Regions from separate parts of the Hordeum vulgare genome. Here region 1 is linked to region 2. A link is a contact called in public Hi-C data. All regions are on one chromosome and are shown on one strand. Each heading gives the region's core, a stretch centred on a gene start, on an enhancer-like site or on the middle of the called end of the contact. The rest is flanking DNA. Distances are from core to core; before and after follow the strand shown. Region 1 has its middle 6.9 kb from the start of TRNAL-CAA. Region 2 holds the start of LOC123442466 (heavy metal-associated isoprenylated plant protein 32-like).

Evidence for each region. Hi-C and Micro-C count contacts between places; a contact is called where the count stands out from the background.
Region 1: a contact with region 2 is called in a Hi-C map of seedling, with 1.7 times the contacts expected there. The contact joins the enhancer-like site here to the promoter of LOC123442466 in region 2. A contact is called at or near these places in 2 of 6 Hi-C or Micro-C datasets (leaf and seedling).

The regions. Positions count from the first base shown.
Region 1 is chr3H:9,437,943-9,442,435 of MorexV3_pseudomolecules_assembly, reverse strand. No RefSeq gene overlaps it. Among protein-coding and RNA genes, the nearest start is that of TRNAL-CAA, 6.9 kb to the right of the region's middle. Within about 2 kb of position 2,670, at least 2 of the 3 cell types and tissues checked have open chromatin away from gene starts, as enhancers often do. A contact at or near this core is called in seedling, where this site is marked.
Region 2 is chr3H:9,270,970-9,275,141 of MorexV3_pseudomolecules_assembly, reverse strand. LOC123442466 (heavy metal-associated isoprenylated plant protein 32-like) reads left to right here and starts at 1,577. Exons shown (of 3, transcript XM_045118514.1): 1 at 1,577-1,857; 2 at 2,023-2,098; 3 at 2,711-4,026. The coding sequence starts at 1,819. The coding sequence ends at 3,858.

The DNA.
Region 1 (4,493 bases), core at 1,421-3,920, 170 kb before region 2:
TTGACGTGTGCGTGCACACTGCACGGCATTGTCGTCTCACCTTGCTGCCTGCCACGTTCACGCACACATCTATAACCGGACATTGCAAATACGGAAAAAGTCTAAAACAAACCTTAAACTTGTAGACGAAACATAAACCAAACCCTAAACTTTAAATCCCTGAAATCGGCACACCGAACTCACTGATCCTGGTCTATTTTAAACCTTGACAGAACTTAGCCGGGATTTGCTGAATTGGGTTGGGCCCATTAGCGCAGTTGCGCACGCGCGCACCCTCTGCTCCGGGTTTTTTTTGTTTTTTCATTTTCTTTTTTGCTAAACTTCCAATATTTTTTAACACACATATGTATATTTTTTGATAAACTTCCAATATTTTCAACACATTATGTACATTTTAAAAGTACATCTTACAAAAAATATACATGGTAATATTTTTCTAAATAAATATTTTATATTTTATAAATAACAATAAACATTTTATAAAATTGATATTTTTTTGAGGTATAAATAACAATAAACGTTGAATGTTTGGCGCTAGGATTATTCTCCTACAAATTTATAAAATGCATGTTGGACCAATACAAATAGAATTAAAAATATGAATAGAACTAAAAATACGAATAGAATTAAAAATACGAATAGAACTAAAAATATGAATAGAATTAAAAATACGAATAGAATTAAAAAAACCAAACATTTTTTTGAAACAAAAAAGACATAGAATTTGTGACAAAAATAGAAAACATAAATATTTTTAACTTCTGAACAATTTTAAAAATGTGCGAACTTTCTTTAAACTTCGTAAAAAAAAATTGTTAGTGACCGGTCCAATTTCTGTCTATGAGAGTAGCAGCCTAGCAGGTTATCCCGATCGGGATTGTGGTATTGCCAGAATCCCGGTGTGCCAAACGGGCCTAGGGTTTAAAAAAGACCGGGATTACAAGTTCGGAGTGCCAATTTCAGGGATTCAAAGTTTAAGGATTGATTTAGCTTTCGTCTATGACTTCAAGGTTGTTTTGGACTTTTTCCTTGCAAATACTACACGGCTACGCACACACTTACGTACGTTTTGATGGCAGGCTCGATCCATGACTGTATAAAAATCCATTGTACACGCCTCCAGATATGACCACTCAACGAGAGACACTAGGTTAACTCCAACGCCAATCCGAGAGGTTTGGTTTTTCCGGATTTCATCTGTTTGGGCCGTTAATCTGGACACCTGTGTCCGGTTTTTTTATTGGACCGGTTAGTGTAACCAACGCACGGCCACATCCACATCGTAAAATGTCGGTCGCATTCGTATGATTTGTTGTAAAGACGGACACAGAGATTAAAAAACACACATATAAACATAATTAAACATTAACACAAATTTAAGAAGTCATGGGTGTACGTTTAAACGTAACATAAAGGATAAAAAAACTTTAAAAATAGTAGATGTCATCGTCGTGGTTGTCTTGGATATCGTCGTTGTCTTGAGGCGTCGTCGTTCATGGTGTGGTCAATCGTATGGTGGTGGCTGCCAGAGGTGGGCCGGTGGCGCATGCGGTGGCTGCATGGGGCGGAGAATGGTCCGGTGACCGTGGCGGCGTGGGTGTCCATGGCTCCATACCCACCCAGTCTGAAATCTCACCCGTCGTGGATGACCACATCCAGCGCTGGCCCACAAGCCGCGGGTTCCACACGGTTATGGCGGCTCCTTGATGAGCTCCTCCTCCCGCACCTCCTCCTTGATGGCCATCTCGAACTGCAGGATAGCGACATCGCCGGCCACAGAGAGGGCTAGGTGTGTCTCGAGGCCCGGCAACTGACGTTCATCGTGGGTGTTCATGGAGTCTTTCATGACATGCCTGATGAGCTCAGGCTCCACATCGTCGGTAATGGGAGGTGGTGGCGGCGGGGAGGGGGAGGGGGACAGCGTCGGAGTGAGCCCGCGCACATGCGTGTGCCCGCGTACCTGGGGCGGACTGGGAGCGCACGCTCTACGGGAGGGCGTGGCCGAAGCGGGCTCGGATGCCGACCTGCAAAAAAGGATAGCCACCGAAGATCGTGCTCATCGCGAAGCCATGTATCCCAAGGTGGTGAATTCACCGTGTACCTGTGGTCGTAGATGAGATCTGGCGGCAGGCGACGGCGGCGTCGCTCGATCTCCTCACGACGGGCGTGACCGCTCGTCGGGATTGACGGGATGGGCACCCTGTCTGCAGTCAGGTGCTAGTTGTTCGGGAGGTGGACATATGTCCACGGGAGCGGCATCGCCGTCTCCCAGTCAATGTTTTAAATAGCGGGCTATGAAAAATAGCGGCGGACATGTAAATCAGCTATAGCGGGCTATAACGGCTTATTTGTACATGATATCATTTAGCGGCATCCTGATAGAAAGGCTATAGCGGGGCTATAGCCGGCTATTTAAAACTATGCTCCCAGTACCGGCGATGAGCTACGGCGGCCGAAGGAGGAGTCAGCCTCGTGGTCGTGCTTTCCCTTTTCGAAGAGCAGCCGCTTCCCCAAGGCCACCCGCGCGAGGAGAAGGAGGAGGAGGAGGAACGAGGGCTAGGGTTTGCTCATGCGGGGGTTCGGGGAGGCAAGATGAGGACAAAGTGAGGTGAGGAATAGGAACTACGGACTACCGGTCCACATTAGAAAGACGACAACCGTGTGGCTGGTAGACTGGCAGCTCGGGCTGCCCATGCACGCGCAGTTAATTTGGACGATCGAACGTAGGTGTACGCCCGCCATGCATCCTCACGGCTTTCGACGGGCACATTCATTCGCTGTCCGTCTGGACGCAAAACAGGATAATTTTTTTGCTTTAAAAATACAGCAACCCGACCATGAAACGAACAATAAATACTGATCCGGCTGCGCGTTGAACCGCCCGTTTAGGTTTAAACAGACACAGCCGGACGTTTTGGGGCGCCTGCCTTATTCAGAGGTGCACGTACGTAGTCTCCTAATCCTGACCGCACGCACGCACGGATCCATGCATGCATGCTAATCTGTTAGCACAAGACAGCAGGATCATAGTACAACATACTAATGGATTAATTCGGGACGACAACGACCATTGCAAGCATGAAGAACATGAGCAAATCCGAGGTTGTACGTCAAGCGAGAACCATGCATGCTCTCCGAGTGAGAAACACATCCCATCACGCCAAAACCGGGAGTTGCATAGATAGATAGATATCCAAAATCCAAGCACGTACTACTCCCTGAAACGCCTTTACAAATCCATCACATCTACTTGAGATCTTGAACGGCAGGCATGGACTACACCATGGACAGAGCTGCAGCAATGGACCGCCAGATATAAATTCTATACCTACGTGCCTCCCGGTAGGTAGGCTACACTGTTTGGTTTTCTCAACAGGACAGATGCACACTGCTTCGCTTGCTTCCTTTTCTCCCTCTGATCTCTGATCAATCTGCTTGGACACTCCACCCTCCTTCCATGTCGAATTGCTAGGCGAGCGAGAAGTCCAGTGAGATATTAAAACGATGCAGTCGTGTTCTGGAGCACCAGCAGCAGATGGACGGAATCTGCAAAGCCAACCAACAACAGAGATGAAGCTTTGTCAGTTTGTTACCGCCAACTATCTTATGCTTCAGTAAATACTACTCCCTCTGGAGTGTTTTAAATATTTTTATATTAGGCTGGTTATAGTAGGAGTAACTTAGGTGGTAACATATACTTGGGACTAGCAAACATGCTGATGTGGCAGATAATTAAAAAAAGAAGAAGGTTAGAATAACATAGGTAGATACCATAACATGTTAAATGTTATGCCACTATGTGTCATGCATGCCAATAAATAAGGTCATCTATGCTACTAGTTTATGATACTATGCATTATAAAGGTAGTATCATACAATAGTATCATATGCATGATACTACAATATGATACTTCCCACTATGACCAGCTTTAGTTTACGAAGAGAGTATTAGCACACGCAACATCAATATCTATCAGAAAAGGCACCCATGTGCTTGTCAATAACGAGAGTCTCGACTTCAGGCCAACTCCATCGGACGACCCTATTCTGGCCGGCCCCGTCCGTTTGGCGTGAAAGGAACAAGCAGGTCGGCCCAGCGCGAGACAGCTCGGACCCATCTTTTCCGTTTTGTGTTCGGGACGACACATTTCGAGCACAAACTTGCGCGGGGTTTGGGTCGCGACGGACATCAAACGGACACTCGCTCGTCCGCGCCGGGGCCGCGTGGCACGCGGCCACCTACCTCCCACCCGCCCACATCAATGCGCACGAGCGGCCGTGCCCGCGGTCGCGGTCCTTCTTAAATGGGGAAGCCGTGGACCGGTCATCGTCCACACTTCCCATCGCCACCCCGTGGCCTCCTCGAAACCCGACAGCCAAACCCTAGCCTCCTCGAACTCGCCGGTCGGCCACCTCGCAGCCATGGGGCTCTGGAACCACGTCCGCAAGCTACTGGGAGACGAGGACGTCGGTTCCGTGGAGCGACGTCCACC
Region 2 (4,172 bases), core at 328-2,827:
CCAAAATCCCTTTAATTTGTTGCCAGAGATTGCAGTGTGATTCAGAAGGAATCGCCATGTGCGTCGCGAAGAATCTGCCGTGAAAACGTTCGCATATGCATGCCATCCCTTCCGGCGAACGTGGCCATTGGGTTCGAAAATATGATCATCACTAATATCCGTACGATATAACGTATTCTGCATTTTGTTACAAATGTTGGACTGGCACTCTAATTAACGGTAGCAGCAGCAGCAGCAGGAGGAGGCAGCATCTAGGCTCCAAAAGTGTGGTTGCTCACCAACTAAACCAGATGTTTCAAGTCCTCTACAACTATCTATGAATAAAAAGTGACACCTTTATGGTACCATGAATCTTTCCCATCCACAACAAAAGAGAAGAAGGGACGACGATAACCGTACATTAGTGGCTGATTAAACTGGCCCCGACCAATTCGGTTTATACTTTACACCAACCATCCCTCAAGCACTGTAAAGTGCCACCCTAATCATAGTAAGTCCACTAACACCGTACCCTAATAATCAAATAACTAACAAAGGCTTGGCACACGGCCGGCCAGCCAGCCAGCCAACTAGTGGTATGTAGCAGACCATCAAGCTGGTACGTAACATGCTGGGCCTGCAACACGTTCTTCACCAGCTAGCAGCAGTAGCAGCAGCAGCCAGTCAGCCACTACTGGAGTGCTTGCATACATGTGTACAACAATACACACCCACGTACCACGGCCATTAGCGCGCCGGACCGTGGTGCCCTTCACAATTTCACGGTGGTACATACTTCATCCGTTTTCTAAATATAAGTTTTTTTCCTAAGATTTAATTATGTACTACATACGAAGCAATGAAATAACCCTCCGTCCAGAAATACTTGTCGTAGGAATGAATGTATCCAGATTTATTTTAGTCCCAGATACATTCATTTCTATCTATTTATACGACAAGAAATTCTGGACAGAAGGAATATATATTTTGAAATATGTTTATTTACATCTGCATATAATTCATAATGCAATATCTAAAAAAAACTTGTGTTTTAAGACGAAGAAAGTACAAACCATATTTTCCAACCCGCCAATTCCAAACTCCGAAGCCTCTTCTCCCCCACTCGGCCGGCCTCTTTAGACAAGCTCCTGGAGAGGCTACAAAAGAAGAGATATTATTTCACCCCACCAGAGACCAGACCACACCATCCTAGCAACGAGACAGCATATAATTTTTACCAGGCGTGTGTGTGTGTGAGAGAGAGAGAGGGAGGGACAAGAGACAATGGGAGAGGCCGTGTGTAACTGTAACTGTAACCGTGCGGTACAAACCTCGCATAATACTCCCTCCGTTCCTAAATATAACACCTTCTAGAGATTACAATATATAGACTACATACAAACCAAAATGAGTGAATCTATACTCTAAAATATGTCTATATAAATCCGTATATAGTTCATAGTATAATCTTTAAAATGTCTTATATTTAGAGACGGAGGGAGTAATATAGATAGATTTTACTAGAGCGGTGGGGGCAGCCATGTGGGAGGGAGGGAGGGGCAGTGAGTGAGATTATAAAAGAAGAGTGGAGGAAGAAGTTGGAGTGGAACCGAACGGCACATTCTTAAATGCAGGGAAGGAGGAGGGGTGGCTTCTTCTCCTCCAGCAACGGTACAAGAGCCAACGCCAGCACCATCACTTCCCCACTCCCCCACTAGCCACTGCCCCTCCCTCCCTGCTTGAGCTTTGGCTCCCGCACACACACACACACACACCATCTCTTCCTCCATCCTCTCCTCACAGAGAAAGCTTGCAAACAGTGGCGGCTCTGCACAAGAGATGACCAAAGACGAGGATTTCAAGCTGGTCAAGATCCAGGTACCTCCCTCTGCCTCTTTCCTTCTTTCTTTTCTCTGTGGTGTGGTGTGTGGATTTGTGGGGAGCTCAACAACTCCTCTTCTTCCTTGGTGCGCTGGTGCTTGAGTTGAGTTGAGAGAGAGAGAGATCATAAACTCTTCTTCTTCTTCTTCTTCTTTCCTGCAGACCCATGTCCTGAGGGTGAACATACACTGCGACGGCTGCAAGCACAAGGTCAAGAAGCTGCTCCAGAAGATCGAAGGTACGTACCACCATCCATCACCTTCCACTCCAATCCTCCTCTGCATCTTCTTTCCCTTGGTTCCTCCCTCCCTCCCTGCCGCACATGCGCCATTCCAGCCAGCGGTCTAAGCTGCTGCTGGTGGCTGCTGCTACTTCTTCTTCTTCTTCTTCTTGTTACACCTCTTTTTATTTTCCTTGACACAAAGAATCTCTTCTGCCTGTTAATAAAGGGCTGGGGCTTTGCCTGCCCACTTGCAACTCAAACTTGGAGCAGCACCCCCACGAGTCTTGCCAAATGCGCTTACACGACAAGAAACCCCTGCTTTTCATGCGTCACTGCCATGCTAATTAAAATGCTCAGGCCAAACCAAGTAAAACTTGAGCTTAGTTGAGAGTTAGTACCAGTAATGAACAGGCCCAAGCTCACCTTCCCCCATGTTGTATGTGGCTGGGGTGATTGCTGTGTCGAATCTCACAAACGGCCGATAGGAAATGACAGATGGATGCACAAGCCAAAACATGCTTCATTGGTCACCAGTACTACTTTGTCGTAATTTTTACCATGGCTCACGAGCAACCTGTGAACCCTCTCCCTCTGCTTCCCTGCGTGTGTGTGGGTGTGTTGTTGTAGGTGTCTACTCGGTGGCCATCGATGTGGACAACCACAAGGTCACGGTGACCGGCAGCGTGGACTCCGAGGCGCTCATCAGGAAGCTCACCAGAGGGGGCAAGCACGCAGAGCTGTGGTCGCATCACAAGGGCGGCAGCAACAACAGCAACCAGGGCCACAAGGGCGGCAACAACAACCAGCAGAAGCAGCAGCAGCAGCAGCAGCAGAAGCAGGCTGTCAATGTAAGCAAGGATGGCGGCGGCGGCAACAAGGGCAATGGCGGCCAGAAGGAGCAGGGCAAGCATGGCGGCGGCGGCGGCGGAATGGGGAGCCTCATGCAGGGCCTCAAGGCCTTCAAGAGCCAGCACGGCAAGCACCAGCTCCCTGACCTGAGCTCGGACGACGACGACGATATGTACGATGATGAGGATGATGAAGACGATGACGAGTTCGACGATGAGTACGAGGACGACCTCCGCTTCCTCGGGGACAAGATGAGCCAGCTCGGCATCCTCAGGCAGCGCGCCGAGGCCGCCGCGGCGGTCAATGCCAAGAACAAGAACGGCAGCAATGCCGCCAATGCCGGCGGCAAGAAAGGTGCCCCGGCAGGGAACAACCACCATCAGAACAACAACCAGAACCAGAAGATGAACATGGGCGCGGCTGCGGCGAATGCCAAGATGGGGAATGGCGCTCAGAAGAACGCCGGCGGCGGCATCGGTGGCCTCATGGGCATGAACCATGGCCTGGGGACGGGCGGTGCTCCTCCTGGCATACAGGCCTACACAGGCGGCGGCTTCAGCCACCCGTCCTCCTACGGCGCCGCCGGCTACGGAGGGCTCCAGCAGCAGCAGCAACAACAGCAGAACGGCAACCTGATGGCGAGCATGCAGGGGTACCACAACAACCCGGCGGCGGCGGCGGCGATGATGAACAACCTGAGGGGCAACATGATGATGCACCAGCCGCAGCCGCAGCCGCAGCCGCAGATGATGTACCACCGGTCACCCCAGATCAGCCCTTACACCGCCTACTACAACCCGTACAGCTACTACTACCAGCAGCCCGGCGGCGGCGGCGCCTCCGCCTACCACCCCGGCGGCGCCGGCACCGGCGACGTCGAGACCATGTTCAGCGACGAGAACACCAAGGGCTGTGCTATCATGTAGGAGGGTTGTAGTTAGCGGTCACAGTGTAGAGCTTGGGTGATGAGGAATGAGCTAGTGGTGATGGGTTGATGCAGTCGTACTACCTTTTTACTAGTATTTTGCTGCCTTAATGTAATGTTTTTCTCCTGTATCAAGAATGAATGGATCATGGGTGTTGTTGACCTGGGATGATGATGATCAAAACTGCAGTGTGTAATTAGTAATTGCATTTGACTGCCTTGTGCTTTGGCCCTGCACTCTGAAGCCATGACCAAACTGTTTGTTTTGTTTAGTGTAATTAATTACCTTTGCTGGGCTGTGTGGTGGTCAGTACT